Linked DNA regions of Danio rerio: region 1 is linked to region 2. Evidence: chromatin contacts called from public Hi-C data. All regions are on one chromosome and are shown on one strand. Each heading gives the region's core, a stretch centred on a gene start, on an enhancer-like site or on the middle of the called end of the contact. The rest is flanking DNA. Distances are from core to core; before and after follow the strand shown.

Region 1 (3,865 bases), core at 834-3,333, 170 kb after region 2:
AAGGGGTAAAATTAATTTAGTATTTTTTTATTGATTTAAAATATTTTTAATTAAGGAAAGATTTTTATTTATTAAATAAATGTCAGTGGAGAAAAATAACACTGGTTTTCTTATGAATTGTGTTTATTTTTATTTGGTTATTTTCTTTTGTTTTTGAGAAACCAAGACATTTCTCAAGTTACTTTTCAGCAACATTTTAGATTTTCATTATGAAAAGAAAAGAAGCAAACATATTGGGGAATTAAAATTTCTGCTTTTCATAGACAATATCAGCACAAAAGTAGTCATGAGAAGTCTATACTTATTCATTCATTTTCCTACAGCCTAGTCCCTTAAAAAGTAGGAAATCAGCGGTCGCCACAACGGAATGATCTAACGTTATAACTATTCAAGCATATGTTTTACGCAGTGGATGCTCTTCCAGCACAACCCAGCACTGGGAAACACCCATACACTCTCACATGCACACCTGCATTCATACACTAAAAAGGTGAAAATGTCAAGTTACAGCGCTATAGTAAAGGGCTATGAATGCACAGTGCTGTAGTCCAGTAAATGCTTCGTAACATATCAGGTCTTCAAGTCAGCAGTTCTAATAGTTTATAATATTTAGACAAAAATGAAGAAAACAAACAGCAATACATAAGATGAGCCATTATTTCGAGGTAGATATTTCAGCCTGTTTATTCCAAACACAATTAAAAGGAAAGCAATGTACACATTATATAACATAATCAGTATAAAAAGCCAATTAGAGGACTTTATCTTCATTACAATACTCATTTGGCTACACAGGCTAAGCTAAATGTGATATAACCACATGTAAGTTAACGAGTGACATTTCGGGGATCGGCTAACATGTGATGCTAACGTTACCTAATGCCAACAATAAAAGAGCTTTTGAAAAAAGAGCTTCATAAACACAAATTGCTCGATTTTGGAGCCAAATATTGTGACCTGCTAAAGTCCACAGCTAAACACTTCTACGCCTTTACCTTTAAATTCAAATGATCCGGCTCTTTATTTAAACTCCTTCGAAGGACAACATTCCGCTGCGAAATAAAGATTCGGCCACAAAACATTTTGATAGTGCGCATGCGCGTAAATATCTGCGGTCTCTCAGATGACATACTGCGCATGTGCTCTAGTATTTGTAGCGCCTTTGCACGCATGCGTATAACGAACAGCTGGTTTTCGGGAAAGGTTTAAAAGAAGGGTCATTAGAAATAGAAAGGCACAAATAACACTCCGTAGTCATCGATCTTCTTGTCACGTCCCTGGATCCTAAACCAATTAAAACAAGCGATAGCTACTGTGTATAAAACGTGAAAAATACATGGATGCGTTTACTGAACAAGTAATAATTTGGGATTTTTCACAACAGGTAACATATCATAAGTAAATGAGGTATGTGGGAGTTCTGCAAAAACATCTTGGTCATTTCGATACAAATTTAACGCAAAATAGTAACGTTATACATATAAACAAGCAGTGTAATTAAAGCATTTTTATCTTCATCTTACTCATAAACTTATAATAGCCATTGTACAGCATTTTCCAGATGATTACCCTGCTAAAAAACACCTTAAACCAGCCTAGGCTGGTTGGTTGGTTTTAGAGGAGTTTTAGCGATTTCCAGCCTGGTCTTCCAGCAGCTGATGATCAGGCTGGGAGATGACCAGCTAAAACCAGTTTGACCAGCCTAGCAGGCTGTAGTGTTGCCAACTTAGCAATTTTATTGCTAGATTTTGCAACTTTTCATGCTACCCTAGCAACTTTTTTTTCTCGCAAAAAAACCTAGCAACAAATTTAGCAATTTTTAACATTCATTTGGCTACTTTAAGCAATTTTTAAAAAGTGACTCAAAAGAGCAGTGGCTGAAGGCTTCACTCAGTAAATTGCTAGCTTTTTGTTAGTGTTTTTCATAGCTGTTAATTTCATGATATTTGTTAACATGTATAATTGTTGGTTATTTAGGTAGCAATAAATTCCAATAGTGCTATAATTGTTGTCACTTTCACAAATGTGTTAATTTCACAAGTTAAAAAGAGTGAGTACACAAGCTGTTGCTCATTATCAGTGTTATATTTAAAAAAAAAAAAAAATTCAAATCAAAAAGTGTTTACTTTTACTATTAGTCAACTATATTGTTCATACAAATCTAAATGGACGCATTTCAAATAATGCTTTTGCTGAGATGCCCAGTCAATTTGAGAGAACAAATTATTTCGTATAATACATAAAGATGTAGTTTGAGTTTTGATTACGCAATGACGTCATCACGCAAAGTAGTATGTTAATAAGAACCTATTTATTGTGCATCTGGATTTGACGTTTTAATTTAATATAATATAATACACTGCAAAGACTTTATGGGCTTGTTAGATAGTACGTGATGACGTCACTGATATGCAAATTAGTACCTGACACCATCTGGCAACATTTAGCTACTTTTCATTGAAAATAGTTGGCAACACTGGCAGGCTCGGAGCCCAGCCAAAACCAGCGATATTCAGCTTAAACCTGGCAGGCCAAGCTGGTTTTAACTGGTCCCAGTTTGACCAGCTAAGACCAGCCTGGAAATGGCCAAAACCTCTCTAAAACCAGGCTGGTTGACCAGCTTAAACCAGCCTAAGCTGGTTTAAGCTGTTTTTTTTCAGCGGGTTAGACAAGAAACAACAAATGAGGAATATGTTCAATGCTAAAAATAAAATCATAACATTATAGCAATGTGGCTAATCATTCCTACGTGACGATAAAACATATGTACTCATATAAAACAAATGTACATAGATGTAAAAAGAATATTTATTGCCCATATGAAAGAACATACAGAAAAGTTCACACAAATGTCTGCTTAATTGTTCAAGTAGCAGAACATGTCTAAACTATTTAGCAATGCTGAAACATCTCCCACTTCTGGAAGCGTCTCCTAATTATCCTCATCTTTATAGACGTCTCTTCACTGCTGTATTTTCGACGAGGTTATTTACATTAATGAAACAAAGACTAATTTTTTTATTTTATTATTCTTTTTTTAATATTCAAGTTGCTCATGCACTCTTAAATATGTAAGAGCTCTATTGCAGTGCCGTCACAAGCTTCTTTTCAACAAAGGATTTACAGAGACGTACTGTTTCACACACAAAATATGATCATAATCTCTGAACACGACATTGCGACAAGCGAGGAGGAATTCAGATTTTCCTTGAAATGGAACATCCTTCGAGGAAATGTCGACCCGTATTTTTCACAGTCATGGTTACGCACGACCACAAAACCTTGCAGAATGCATCAACATCTTTCAATATTAAAAGCCAACACGATGTTTCTTAAAGCAAAACAACATTTCTGAAGTTGTCGCAACATTCAAAAACAAATAAAACGACCAAACAAAAGGAGAATTCATCCCAAGAATGAACATCTATGTTTAATTCAAGCTTTATCCTTGCTCAGACGTCATCAGCATTGTTCCTCAGTGTCCTAAAAGCCCAGTGCCTGGCAAAAGAAAAACAAGTATGGCAGAGTCTGAAAACTGCTTGATAATATTGCATTCCTGATACTTTTATAAAGACTTTAAAGGTGCTGTGTGTAAGTTCTTGACTCTTCTAAAGCATAAAAGTACCATAATATATTTGCAGATAATTAAGAATCATGTTAAGTGAACATTCTTGTTTATCTGAAAAACAATACTGAAGTCAGATATTCCGCTTTGAAAATGTGAGTTATGTTTGTTTTGGTTCTTTTAACCTGCCTAATGCCACTTTAGCCAATTATATTTCAGCACCCCAGGTTGCCTTGGGGGAAAACAGCATATTTCATTCATTCCGTCAGTCAGAAAGGCTCTCAAAGTGCGTGTCCATGA
Region 2 (3,860 bases), core at 6-2,505:
TGTCCGTGTATTGTGCTACTTTGAATATTGGGTCTGAAATTGCATTTAAATATGACTTTGACACAACATTAGCACTAACGTTACTTAATTGCCCCAAAACACTGTTGTACGTTAATATTGGCTGCTAATATGATTTCCCTGTTTAGGATTTGCAAAGGATACTTTTCTGAAATTATATTAAGGAGAAAATCTGAATGTGTGAATATAAAACCAGCGTTACCTCAACATTTTTATGTTGAGCTGTATGATTATGAAAATGACGTTCCTACAGGTTTACTATTTCTTTTGCATTCCATTACATAAAGTATTTGCAATTAAAACACTTTAAAATGGGCACTTTAATAACTAGCAGTAAAATATGAACATTACACAGTGTTTTATGTTCATAAAACACATAGGGTCATATTTCATGCATTTATTCTGCGCATGAAATACAAGTTAATAGCGTAACAACGTTTGGTCCTAAAATAAAACATAGGAAACGGCTGAAAATTGATTTTTATTACTAAAAGCAGCACAAAAGGTTTCGGTGCTAGTTTCTGTTACCATCCAATGTTATCTGTTGTTCAGTTTAACGAATCGCGTCTTTATATCCCAGACGTTTTTGTAGTGTGCAAACATTCAGGTTTCTCTCAATTAAAAGTAATTCTGCCAGCAGTTAACATATTCGACATCACCGTGTTTGTGTGTGTAAAAAAACACGCGGCGGTTCGTTTTCTCTTTGTCCGACATTGCTTGGGCTAACGTTACATTAGCAAAGCAACCTCAGTGTTATCACGCGTAATGATAGTTTTCCGCGTAAAGCAAACCTTATGACAGAAAACAATCAGTTGTGTAAGCAATTTGGTTGCTTTAAACCATCATATCGACATATTGTCTCCGTTTGACCGCTTGGACACTGGTAAAGTGTGAGAATGTAACAAAGAGCGACGCAAAACTGGGCCTCTCTGACAAGCTAGCTCTGCCTAAACAGCTAAAATAAACGATTCAACACCATTGTTTATCTTTTTAAGCACATATTGGTAGACATGCACGCGCGTGCCGTCCACACACTGGACCTTGACATACACAATCAGTACTATTCCTGTTTATAATGATTTTAGTCATTTGGTTGGTCGGTCACACACCAATCCCCAGCTAACCGACCGAGTCCCGTCCCCTCCCAGCAGCCGCGCTCACTCACCGTCTGCTCCGCCGCCCGTTTCACCTCTGATTGGCTCCGATAGCGGCGCCTGGAGCCCAATCACACAACTCGTCTCGATCAGGAGCCAAAATGGCGCACAGAGAAAAAAACCGATGAACAGAAGCTCCAACGCCCCTCCCGCAAGACAAAGGCCACACCCCCTTCAAACATATGCGTGTCTCACAAGACTGAGAGAATGTGAAAGGACAAAGAGAAATGCAGAGATGCAGAATTAATAAACGAGGACAATCTATATGGATAATAATCAAAAGAAACAAATAGTATGCATTACGACAAGAAGAGTTACAGAAACAAAAATGATCAATATAAAAATAGAACTTTTTTCATATTTGATATCGACATTTATAGTTTTTATTGCTGTATTTTTATTAGTACAATGATCTATCTATCTATCTATCTATCTATCTATCTATCTATCTATCTATCTATCTATATATATATATATATATATATATATATATATATATATATATTCCTGAATTTAAAAAATATATATTTCCCAAGTTATAAAAGTAAGTAAATAAATAATGAGAAAAATATTATGTACTGTCATCACAGTAAAGACAAAAGTAATAAGTTATAAGAAATTAGTTATTAACGCTATTATATTAGAAAAATGTGTAGAAATCTCTACATTCCACATGAAATATTTTAATGATTTAAATTAATATTAGTAATAATTTTGGCTTCAACTGTATATACAGTGACTGGCCATTTTATTATGAACACCTTACTATTACTGGTTTTGACCTAATTTTGCCTTCTGAACTGCCTTAATCATTTGTGGCAAAGATTAAACAAGGCACTGCAAATATTCCTCAGAGATTTTGGTCCATATAGACATGATAGCATCACGCAGTTGCTGCAGATTTGTCCGCTGTACATCCATGATGCTAATTTCCCGTTTCATTACATCCCAAAGGTGCTCTATTAGATTGAGCTCTGGTGACTGTAGAGGCCATTTGAGTACAGTGAACTTATTGTCATGTTCAAGAAACTAGTCTGAGATGATACACGCTTTATGACATGTCGTGTTATCTTGCTGGAAGTAGCAATGAGAAGATGGGTTCACTGTGGTCATAAAGGGATGGACATGGTCAGCAACAATACTCAGGAAGGCTGTGGTGTTTACACAATGCTCAATTGGTACTGATGGTCCCAAAGTGTGCCAAGAAAATATCCCCCAAACCATACACCACGACCACCAGCCTGAACCATTGAAATAAGGCAGGAAGGATCCATGCTTTTATATTGTTGACGCCAAATTCTGACCCGATCATCTGAATGTCGTAGCAGAAATTGAGACTCATCAGACCAGGCAACGTTTCTCCAGTCTTCTATTATCCAATTTTGGTGAGCCTGTGTGAATTGTCACCTCAGTTTCCTGTTCTTAGCTGACAGGAGTGGCACTTGTGTGACCACGGGTGTGGTCTTCTGCCGCTGTAGTCCATCTGCCTCAAGGTTGGACGTGTTGTGCGTTCAGAGATGCTCTTCTGCATTCGTTAGTTTTAACAGTGGTTATTTGGATCAGCTGTAACCAGTGTGGCCATTCTCCTCTGACCTCTGGAATCAACTAGACATTTGTTTGCACCCAGAGAACTGCCGCTCACTGCATATTTTTTTTCTTTTTCGGACCATTCTCTGTAAACCCTAAAGATGGTTGTGTGTGAAAATCCCAGCAGATCAGCAGTTTCTGAAATACTCAGACCAGCCCGTCCGGCACCAACAACCATGCCACGTTCAAAGTCCCTTAAATCACCTTTCTTGCACCCATTCTGCGGGTCAGTTTAAACTGCAGCAGATCGTCTTGACCATTGTCTACATGCCTGAGTTGCTGCCATGTGATTGGCTGATTAGAAATTTGCGTTAACAAGCTGTTGGACAGGTGTACCTAATAAAGTGGCCGGTAAGTGTACACACACAAAAAATATTTTAGCATGCAACTATTGTAATGCAAATCAGTTCAATTTAAAACGATTTCCTTCCAATCAACAAACGTAGACAGACTTCAAGAAGATTGTTTTTTTTAATTATTATTCTTGGCAGTCACATTTAATGGTACAGCATTTTACACTTTGACTTCAGAAAGTCCATCTGAAACTCGAGGACCCTTTATTCAACATGCAAACCCATCAATGAAATGTGTGGTCCACTGTCAACTATAACCCCTGAGGTATCTATTTATTATCTGTGCAACAAAAAAAAAAAAAAAGAAAGAAAATGCACTCGAATCAGATTACTGACTACACATTAGCTTATTTATGAATCGCCAACCAATACGGTCTAAAAATATACACTTTCATATTTGATTAGGCTGATATTTAGAGGTGTGTAATACGATCAACATCCCAATGAAGGATGAACTCCTTTTCTGAAAAAACACATTTAATGTCAGAGTTAACATTAAACATTTTGTCCGTATTGAATATACAACTATTGAGACTGGCCCTGCACTGCTGTTATGTTTAATTCACTCACTTATTCTCCATTATAAGGTGCGAAATACTATTATTATGATTGAAAACCACGCAATGTGCCATTTCTCCAATCCTTTCTTGCATCACGAGACTATGTACCAAACAAAAATCAGCTTCGGTAATACTGAAATAGAAGAATTATTTGTGCATACAAGATATGCCAAGTGCATAGTGTGTCC

What was found. A called contact is a pair of places that touch in the nucleus more often than the background predicts.
Region 1: a contact with region 2 is called in a Hi-C map of an unstated tissue, with 2.5 times the contacts expected there. The contact joins the promoter of zbtb40 here to the promoter of nfya in region 2. A contact is called at or near these places in 2 of 18 Hi-C or Micro-C datasets (caudal fin and an unstated tissue).

What each region holds. Positions count from the first base shown.
Region 1 is chr11:38,845,699-38,849,563 of GRCz12tu, forward strand. It overlaps zbtb40 (zinc finger and BTB domain containing 40), which reads right to left and starts at 2,084. Exons shown (of 18, transcript XM_073916990.1): 1 at 996-2,084. The coding sequence starts at 1,172. usp48 (ubiquitin specific peptidase 48) reads right to left here. Exons shown (of 28, transcript NM_001424089.1): 28 at 2,789-3,498. The coding sequence ends at 3,476.
Region 2 is chr11:38,675,278-38,679,137 of GRCz12tu, forward strand. It overlaps nfya (nuclear transcription factor Y, alpha), which reads right to left and starts at 1,256. Exons shown (of 8, transcript NM_001082795.1): 1 at 1,184-1,256. It also overlaps a transcript of sort1a not described here.